Regions from separate parts of the Mus musculus genome. Here region 1 is linked to region 2. The links are chromatin contacts, called in public promoter capture Hi-C maps. All regions are on one chromosome and are shown on one strand. The core of a region is the stretch at or near the end of the contact, and the rest is flanking DNA. Distances in the headings are between cores, read along the strand shown.

Region 1 (4,696 bases), core at 352-2,851, 320 kb before region 2:
CAGTGATTGGTTTTGTTGTAGTCCAGGATGTATCCAACTCACAAGCTCCTCTTGCCTCAGAGCTTCCTAAGTGCTGTCACAGTACGTGTATACCACCATATCTAGCTTGCCTTGAATATAAGCTGTATTCCTTCTCAGCTCCAGCTAAATTCTCGTGTGCTGTGATTAGGCTCCCACATCCCTGTTCACACTTGAAACCCATAAAAATACACCTATAGTTAAGAAGCAACTAGTTGAATGTCTTACTGTAAAACTTGAATTTGGATCTTTTATCAAGGTAGCCTGTCAGGTTTCTATTACCTACAATTATCCTACCCACCGAAGCTATATTTAGATATTCTCAAATCATGTATCCTTATATTTAATATCTATGAAGAAGAATACATTACAGACTGAATCTAGGAATTCTCTACAAAACACAAGTGACTATAGTCAATAAAAGATAACCATTATTTTGTCCTATAATTGAATTCCAAATATTAAAAATTAGGCTGAATTTGGAAATGAATTAGTAATATGGGGGGAGGGGGACCTGGGGCTGGATAGGTGTCAGTGGTTAAAAGTACTCCCTAATGTTACTAAGTACAGGGTTTGAATCCCAGCACCCACACCCAGTGGCTCACGACCACCTCGTTCCAGCTCCAGGAGAATCCAATGCCCTCTTCTGGCTTCCACAACTCCCCTCCCCCACATACATACAAATAATAAAATAATGTCTTCTTTAAAAAAAGAAAACGAAATCTTACCAGGTCCTCATTGCTGGTTACCTGTTCAAACTGTGAAAAACATCGTCTCCAAATCACAGAAACTAAAGAGAAAATGGCGACAACACAATTGTTTTCATTCGCTGCATATCTAACCAAGATTTACGTTTTTAAAGATGCTAGATAATCAAAGGGCACAATATCAAACATTCTTTTCAATGATTAGTTAGCAACCTGTTAGATTTGGGACATAATAGGACTCAAAATGAGCGGTTCCAAAGGCTTTGGATAAAGGACATATATACTTCCTCTCCTATAAATTCTTTCTCATTTCTACAGTTACGGATTGAAATTCAAATATGTACAGAAACAACAGAATGGTACTGTCATTCCAAAGGAGAAATAAAAAGATTCAAGACATTGACAAAGAAGCATAAAACAAACAAACAAAAAAAGAGTTGACTACACCTTGGAGACAGGAGCCTAGATAGCATAACTGTTTCCTGAGAGGCTTCGTCCAAGCAGCGGATGGAAACAGATGCAAGAGAACCACAGCCAACAAGTGTCCAGAAAGTCTTATTGAGGAGTCGGGGCGATAGGTTTTTGTAAAGTGAATAAGTAACGGGGTAAAGTGGTTGACTACACCTCAAAGTCCTCTTCAGCTCTAGGAAACTAGTCTACGATGACTCGAGCCTCCCACTTATCTCAAACCTAGTTCTATTGAAATAGTCATTTTGCTAACGGCGAGGACCCCACCGACAATCAGCGGCTATAATGCTATGCCGGACGTTTTACCTGCTTGAGTTCCGCGATCCGTGAAGCAGCCAGCCGCGGTTGTCAAATTCTTCCTCCCTATACCACTGCACAGAGCAACCAGAGCGGCCATGGTTCTCCGCCCTTCCTCTTCCTTTCTATTTCCCTAAGCGCCCCGACAGGTCCTTTCTGGTGCTCTTCCCCTGTCTGCCCGGGATTCGACGCAAAGGTTCCGGCGCGAACGCGGCCCGGGTTTCAATGCACTGCACCTTTATCTTCCCGCGCTTCCCGGGCCGGAAGTCACGTGACCCGGGGCTGCGCTGCTGAGGGATGGAAAGCTGATGCTGGGTCACCTGCTGTCTCCAGAACGGCGCCACCGGCTCCGGGCTGCACCCAGGGCGGCTGTCGCAGGGACTCTGGGCCGTTGTCATGGAGGACGGCTGTCCCCGCATCCGCCGGCGGGTGTCTGTCCGCAAAAGGAACCGCGGCAACCTGGAGAACCTCCGTGCCTCCCCGACCCCGGCCGAGCTCCAGCCTGCCGAGGACACGGAGGACGAAGCTGCAGCCGGGAGCCGCCGCCGGAAAACCGGGAGCCCGGAGCACGCCCAGGTACAGCCCTGCTGAGTCCCCGCATCCCCGTTGACTCGCCCGGTCCTGTCATCCCAGGGGCTGCGGTGGCAACCGCGTGTCCCGCCCCGGGCACGGCTGCGCGGGAGGTGAAACCGCCTTCTTCCCAGGTGCACATCATGAGTAGCCTTAGCTCGCTCTCTCACCTTTGTTATCCTTTTATCTCCATCACTTGGGAGACACTGCTTAAACCCCCGACTTCTAGGTAGATGTCAAACCTACATGCTCCTTCCATCCCCTGTCATAAAAAGTATTCACGGGGCAATTAACTGGCTTGACAGAGAGAAAGCTAGCCTTCCAAATGGCTCGGCTCTACTTTACTGATAAAACATTTTTATTGATGACCCATTAATTGCTAGTTACGTTATTAAACTAGCCATATTATGTAGACTTTTACAACGGTAAGTGAGTCCAGGGAAGTTGAGAGACTAAAGTTGTGACTCAATAAATAATTATCACCTCCCAGTTTACATCTCTGTTCTGTAAGCCACCATACATGAGTGTGCACATGACTGTCTCAATTCCAAGTTCAGAACAGAATTTCATTGTAGTGTCTAGTGGAACATTGTAGTGTCTAATGGCACAATCATGATTTTGTAGCAGACCAGCTTCTACGTTAGTGCCTGGGCCGGAATTACCACAGTTATCAGAAGCATCTATTGAATCTTGGAGAGAGTTACTGTTCTTTCATTCTTAAGTGCTTTAGCATAGGTTTAAGAATTAAAATGCCAAAGACTGGGCGGTTAGGTTCAGCAGCGGAGCCTGGGGCAGGCCCTGGGCTCACATGGCAGCACCAGAATAAATAATTTAGAATTCCAGTATCACCCCTTGGGGGATGTATCTGAGTTGACAGAATGTTTGCTTAGAATGCCCAACACCCTGGGTTTGATCCCAACACCTCCTAAAACCAGGCATGGTGAGGCATTCAGGAAACAGGCAGGAGGATCAGGAGTGTGTAGCCTCAGTAAGGTGAGATCCTGTTCTGACTTTTAAAAAAATGTTTCTTAGCATCCTGATATCCCATAATAAGCCAGCAGTACTGTTTAGGCAAGTCAGAGCAACTCTCTGGACTTGTTTCTTTTGTTTGGTGATGATAATATGTATTCAGAGGATAATTTGCATATAGTGATATCATTGGGATAGTCCTTTGCTGGGACATTTGTTTTTTTAAAATGAGGATGGAATTCATGTATGTATCTTTGTTTCCTTACAGGAAAATGACAGCGAAGAGGACATGTTTGGTGACTATGACAGCTTTACAGAAAGTTCCTTCTTAGCTCACGTTGATGACCTGGAACAGAGATATATGCAACTGCCTGAATGTGGGGACCGTGATGCAGACTCTGGCACCAAAGACCTTTGTTCAGCAGGCCTCAAAAACAACCTCAGAGTTACTACTGTAATCAACCTCACTGACCCGGAAACTAGTGAGCACGGCCAGAAGCAGAGTCACCTAGATGTCCCTGCTGAACCAGAACCTGGAAGCGATCTTTCGTTTGATGTGCCTTCTTCTCAAATTTTATACTTTGAAAATCCGCAGAACTCACCAGAAGCTTTGGGCGATCCGTGCACTAAGAAGACAAATGGGGACCCACAGAAGTCATCACATGAAGAGTTGGTCTCCAGCCACACAGAGCAACCCGAGCCAAATAATGACTTCTCTAACGTCAGAGCTGCTTCAGAGTCAAGCAGGAGAAAAAGTCTGAAAGACCATCTGAAAAGTACCATGGCTGGGAATGCCAGGGCCCAGACCCCAGCATTTCCCAGGAGTAAACACCTCAGAGAGGCGCTCCTGTCTGAGGAGATCAGCGTCGCCAAGAAAGCCATTGAGTCACCGTCAGATGATCTTGGTCCTTTTTATTCGCTACCCAGCAAAGTGAGAGATCTTTACGTTCAATTGAAAGGAATCAAAAAGCTATATGGTAATGCTTTGTATAAAAAGGAAACCAAATTTATAGTTCAAATAGTATTAGAGTATTAAACCAAATCAGTGGAAGCAGGTGATTCCCTGGTTCCGTCTCTGATCTCGAATGAGCAAGAGTATCAGTTGCGTTAACCCTGCATCCCTCTCGTGGACTTCTTTCCTTCCTTGTGTATTGTCCTTCTCAGGGTAGGTATCTGGCTTTGTCTTCAGTCCATTCACTCCTGTGCCCTTGTGTAAGTGACTAAGACTAAGGAGCTTGAGCACTGACATGCGTCCAGAGCAGCTACGTGTCCTACCGTTTTCAACCCCTTCACACTCTGCTTCTGACCTTCCTCTGATTCGTTTTTATTGTTTCTTTGGCATTTAGAGTTGTGGCAATTCCTTTGAATGCTCAGAATCTTAAGTGAAAGAAGTTGGTAATAGCAGTTAAAATTAAAATGCATTTAAAGACAGCTAAGATGTAAGTGCAGAAAAGACTACAGTAGGGGCTGGAGAGTTGGCTTAGTCGTTACGAGCACTGGCTGCTCTTCCAAAGGACCAGGGTTCAGTTCCCAGAACCTACACGGCAGCTCACAACTGCCTGTGACTCCAGTTCCAGGAGATCTGACACCATCTCTCACACATACAAGCAAGAAGAACACCAGTGCACATAAGACAAAAATAATTTTTTTAAGAAGACAGCAGTAAT
Region 2 (5,071 bases), core at 864-3,363:
GGAGTTTTGTACTCTTTTTTTTTTTTTAATTATTGAAATCTTTTTTTATTCACTATATTTTGATCATGGTTCCCCAGCTCCTCTCCAGCTCCTTCCACTCAGGTCCTCTCAGATCCTCTCCCCACAACTCCAGTCTTTTTTCTCTCTCTTAGAAAACAAATAGGCTAACCAGGACAAAGAGTAAGACAACAAAGAGGAAGCACAAGAAAAACACAGATTCATACATTGAAAAAACAAAACCTATAAAAGCACAAAAAAGTGGGGCTGGAGAGATGGCTCAGTTGTTAGAGCACTGACTGCTCTTTCAGAGGTCCTGAGTTCAATTTCCAGCAACCACATGGTGGCCCACAACCATCTGTAACAGGATCTCATCTGTTTTCCTGGTGTGTCTGAAGACAGTGGCAGTGTAAATAAATAATTCTTAAAAAACACACACACAAAATAATCATAGTCCAGTTTCTCTGGCTTCACATGAAATTCTTTATGAATGGGAAATTGTCATATTATCAAATACTTGTTATCAAAATATAACAGAATCTAAGCTTTAGTGTGTCTACCAGCACTCACCTTAATGCTACCCAGTTTCTTTTTGTTATATACTTTAAAATGTACCATTACAGGTAACTGTATCACTTCAGATATGTAGATTTCAAATGCTCTGTTAGGATGGTAGTAGTTCAGTAGAAAGGTTGTGCCTCAGGCCTTGATACCAGTTTACATTAATAGAAAACAACAACAAGATCCCCAGCTGTACAGCTCTCCCTGACTGTCGTGGACTACTGTCATGGGTGTTGTTGTTCAGTCGTTGGGTCATTTATGGCATTTTGCAAGTTAGTCCTGGCGTTGCCTTGTAATTGCAGACAAAATGCTCAATATCTGTTCTGTCTCTAGGATTGTTTGCACTAAGTTTAGTTTGCAGAGGGGGTGGGAGTCAGGATCTTGCTCTATAGCCCTGACTAGCCTGGTGCCCATTCTATAGCCCGGGCTGGCTTTTGACCTTACAGTGGTCTGCTGATACAGCCTCCCTAGTGCAGCTGATGCTTTTTCAGAATCTGTTAAGATTGTTTCTTAATTGGAGATTTCTCATTGAAGATGGATTTACCAATGTATACCTCATTTCTCTAAAGTACAGATTTGATCTTGTCACATCCTTGCTTAAAATATTCTTTGCTTGATTCATTTCTTGGCTTGGACCTGTCAGTATTAAGTTTACAGAGAAGAAGGAAAGACCTGACCTCTCCAGGGTGTCATCTGACTTCTACACGCACCTGGCCTGTGAACAGCCAGACTGGGAACACGCTAAATGACGAGATAGTAAAAATAAGAGGAAAATCTAGCAGAGTCCCTAGAAAACAAAAGCAACAACAAACCCCTGGATTCCAAGTGTGTCATGAAATATCCCAATGCAAGCTGAGTGTAAGCTCTGATGTGCCTTCGAGGGTTTGTGGGGCTCACAGGGCAACTTGAGGCAGTCTCCTCTCTCCCACCACGTGGGGTTTGGGGTCTTTGCCTCAGGCCTGGCGCAGGCACCTTTACCCACAGAACTATCTCAGCAGCCTTAATAGACCTCGGGAAGAAGTGACGCATTTACAGATGGAGCCTATTTGGGGTATCCCGAGCCCAGCGAGGGATCCAGGGGACCTAGTCATTAAATGGAATCACTTTCCACTGAGGGAGAAGGGAAAGCCTCAAGCATGAGACCATCATACTCCAAGCTGACGTTAAATATTGTAAATAGTAGTCCTTAATATAAGGCTTGTAGGCTGGGCCATGACTTGGTGATAAAGCACTTGCCTAGAGTGTTAGACTGTAGAGTGTTTACTCTACAGTAACCTAGGCCTCTACCCCAAAACAGTGAAATCTGCAAACAGGAACATCGCCTGGCACCAATTCTTAATTCCCACCCTGGGGCACTGACCATGTGGCCATCTTGTCCAGTTCCTGAGTTTAGGGTGCTCCACACCTCACAGCCCCTCAGCTGGCCCACTGGGTAGCTCACAGGTCCGCGGCTCCTATAAGGGGCTTCTGCTTTCACTTTAGTCCTCCCCTGAGTGCAAGGGGATGACCTCCAGTTGGTCTAAAGGCTGGAAGGCCCCCTCAGCAGACTCGTTTCCCAGGGAACCCCAGCTCACAGTGGCCAGCCGGCAGCACACTGCCGTTGTTGTGGTAAGGAACACAACACACAGTAAACGGGACGCCTTGTAAGATAAAAAGCAGGAAGGAAGGAAGTCTGCTTTTTCGTTTTCTTCCATACTTATAATTTGCTTTAAAATTTAAACGATTATTGTGTTGGTGTGTGGAAATCAAGGCCAACTTTGAGGGTTTGTTTGTCTGCTTCCTTTCTGGGGTCATCAGGTGTGTGTGGGAGGCACTTGCCCCTGAGGAACCATCCTGCCAGTTCTTTGCTTCAGAATGTTTGCTCTGTTTTGAGTTCATTTTAAGTGCCCCCCCCCCCCAGTATTAATTATCTTCAATAATTGAGATTGCCTGTAAGAGTTTTTCAAGAGTTTGGAGAGGTGGCTCAGTGGGTAAGAGTGCAGCTTGGCTCCAGCATCCACATATGGCAGCCCACAATAGGCCCTAACTCCCGCCCTCCTAGGCCCCAGGGCACTGCACTCACTTGCACAAACCCATTCTTAGACACACACAAGGCTGGAGGTGTAACCCTGTGGCAGCAAACCTGTGAACACGTACACATGTGCATATAGTTTTTACTTTTTAAGGAAATTCACTTAATGAAATTTGATTACATCTTCAGTCAGCTTGAACAATCATTAGGTCTTGACCAGTCTCATTTCATAAGCCTTCATCCCTTCCATCTGAGTATTGTTATAAAGCGATTTCTGATAGTAAGTATTTACCTGTAAACATCTCAGCCTTAATCTATACCATAAGTAAGTATATTTTTAAAAACAACCATTAGCGTGTCAGTAACCACAATAACTAGTGACTTTAATGGTAGTTCCTAAATAGTATAAAATAGCACTGTTAAATCTCAGCTTAACTGAAGTAATTTAAATGTTAAATACTTAAAGTAATAGTGTTTTTATTATTGACTATGCTGTTTTCAATTTTAAAAAAGATTTTATTTATTTTATGTATATGAGTACACTGTAGCTGTCTTCAGACGCACCAGAAGAGGGCATCATATCCCATTACAGATGGTTGTGAGCCACCATGTGCTTGCTGGGAATTGAACTCAGGACCTCTGGAAGAGCAGTCAGTGCTCTTAACCACTGAGCCATCCCCCAACTCCGTAAAGAAACATTTAAAAATTACTTTAAAATAGTTTTTAAATGTTTAAAATGACATTGATTGTTTGTGTACAGTCACTTGTTTGGGTCAGAGGCCAGCAGAGGGCATCAGATCCCTAGAGGTGAAGTACAAAGAGCTGCAGCCTCCTGATGTGGGTATTGAGAGCTGACTCTGGTTTTCTGGAAGAACAGCATGTGATCTTAACCACGGAGCCACCTCTCTGGCCTCAGTAGCTGTTTTGTACGGGTCTGCATGATTTTTGTTTTGTTTTTTGAGATAAGTCTTACATATTCCTGGCTGGTTCCTCTGTTGCTGAGAAAGTCCTTGGATCCTCAGGTGTCCTATCTTGCCTGGTTTATGAGGTGCTCATGGCTCCCTGCATGAGAGGCGAGCACTCTGCCAACCAAGCTGCCCTCCCTGCAGAACTGTTGGTTTTAATTTTGCTCTACATGATTTAAGTTCAAATAGGAAGATAGCTGTTGTAAGTGTAAAAGTACAGAGACGAAGAAAACTTGGGGCCCAAGTCCTGAGTTGTCCCAAGCGCTCGCTCTCACTTGCGCGCTCTCTCTCTCTCTCTCATTGATATTACCTTAACTATGGTTCAGGGGGCACTGCTAGGTAATCTAGTATTAGGTATTATTAAGAAGCTTTGTTTGGTGGTCCCTATCATTCATTAGGGTCACACTGGTGTCTCTAAAGTCATATATTGATATATATGAAACTAAAATCCTTATATAGAGAGATCATCACTGTGTAAATTTTTTTAACTATTACTAAAACTCCTCAGCTGACGGGTTCCCTCTCATTTGCAGGTAGGGTTCTTTCACAGTCTACTCCTGGAACTCCATCAAAGACTATAACAATATCAGAAAGTGGTGTGATTGGATCAACTTTAAATTCGACAACACAGACACCAAATAAGATAGCCATCTCACCTTTGAAGTCGCCAAATAAGGTAAAAAAAGAAAATGAGCCCCAAATGCCAAATATTGTGATTGATTCTTTTATTGTCTTACAAGTAACTTCAAGTACTTTAGTTTTCATATATCCCTAAGCAGTTATCAATAGGTACTTGGTGAATATAGGATTAATTTACTAATCAGAATTTTTTTTTTTTTTTTTGCTTGTTGGTTTGTTTAGGACTGACTCTACTGTGTAGCCTTGGGTGGCCTAGGACCTAAAATCCTCCTGCCTCTGCCTCCCCAGTGTGGTTTCTAGGCATGATGATCCAGGACTCCCAGCCTTGTTTTTTTTTGTTGTTGTTGTTTTTTTGTTTTTTTTTTTGTTTTGTTTTGTTTTTTCGAGACAGGGTTTCTCTGTGTAGCCCTGGCTGTCCTGGAACTCACTTTGTAGACCAGGCTGTCCTCGAACTCAGAAATCCACCTGCCTCTGCCTCCCGAGTGCTGGGATTAAAGGCGTGCGCCGCCACCATGCCTGGCTCCAGCCTTGTTTATTAGTTTGTTTGGTACCGGGGTTTTGACAAGTGCTCTACCACTGACCTCTGCTCTCAGCCACAAGCAAGGGGTTTTGGCTAGTGAAGATTTTACTTCAAACACTTGGCAACAGAGTGATCATTGGTGACTTTTATGGCCTGTATGAATATAAATACAAGTTTTTAGTGAAGGATATATATGATGTAGTTAGTTACTCTTCAGTTAGTATTTAGCAATATTACTATTTGGGTAATAATAAACAGATGTCGTGAGTTTATAGTGTAACATGCTAAAGTAACTATGTATGGCAATGCCAGCTCCCGATGGGTAACACTGAAGACTGGAAAAGGATGTCAGGCATGCTAAGCACACTCTCAGTGTAA

What was found. Promoter capture Hi-C pulls out the DNA fragments that hold promoters and counts their contacts.
Region 1: a contact with region 2 is called in a promoter capture Hi-C map of hematopoietic stem and progenitor cells, with 3 times the contacts expected there. The contact joins the promoter of Mrps18c here to the enhancer-like site in region 2. A contact is called at or near these places in 4 of 39 promoter capture datasets (the C10 cell line, hematopoietic stem and progenitor cells and liver), 2 of 115 datasets of contacts at active chromatin or transcription factors (astrocytes and embryonic stem cells) and 3 of 9 other capture datasets (adipose tissue, liver and macrophages).

Annotation. Positions count from the first base shown.
Region 1 is chr5:100,795,664-100,800,359 of GRCm38.p6, reverse strand. It overlaps Mrps18c (mitochondrial ribosomal protein S18C), which reads right to left and starts at 1,601. Exons shown (of 6, transcript NM_026826.1): 1 at 1,500-1,601; 2 at 747-808. The coding sequence starts at 1,590. It overlaps Helq (helicase, POLQ-like), which reads left to right and starts at 1,760. Exons shown (of 18, transcript NM_001081107.1): 1 at 1,760-2,066; 2 at 3,298-4,006. The coding sequence starts at 1,887.
Region 2 is chr5:100,474,828-100,479,898 of GRCm38.p6, reverse strand. Lin54 (lin-54 homolog (C. elegans)) reads left to right here. Exons shown (of 13, transcript NM_172714.4): 4 at 4,068-4,210. Among named protein-coding and RNA genes, the nearest start is that of Lin54, 23 kb to the left of the region's middle. Within about 2 kb of position 2,113, at least 15 of the 459 cell types and tissues checked have an H3K27ac peak or open chromatin away from gene starts, as enhancers often do. A contact at or near this core is called in embryonic stem cells and hematopoietic stem and progenitor cells, where this site is marked.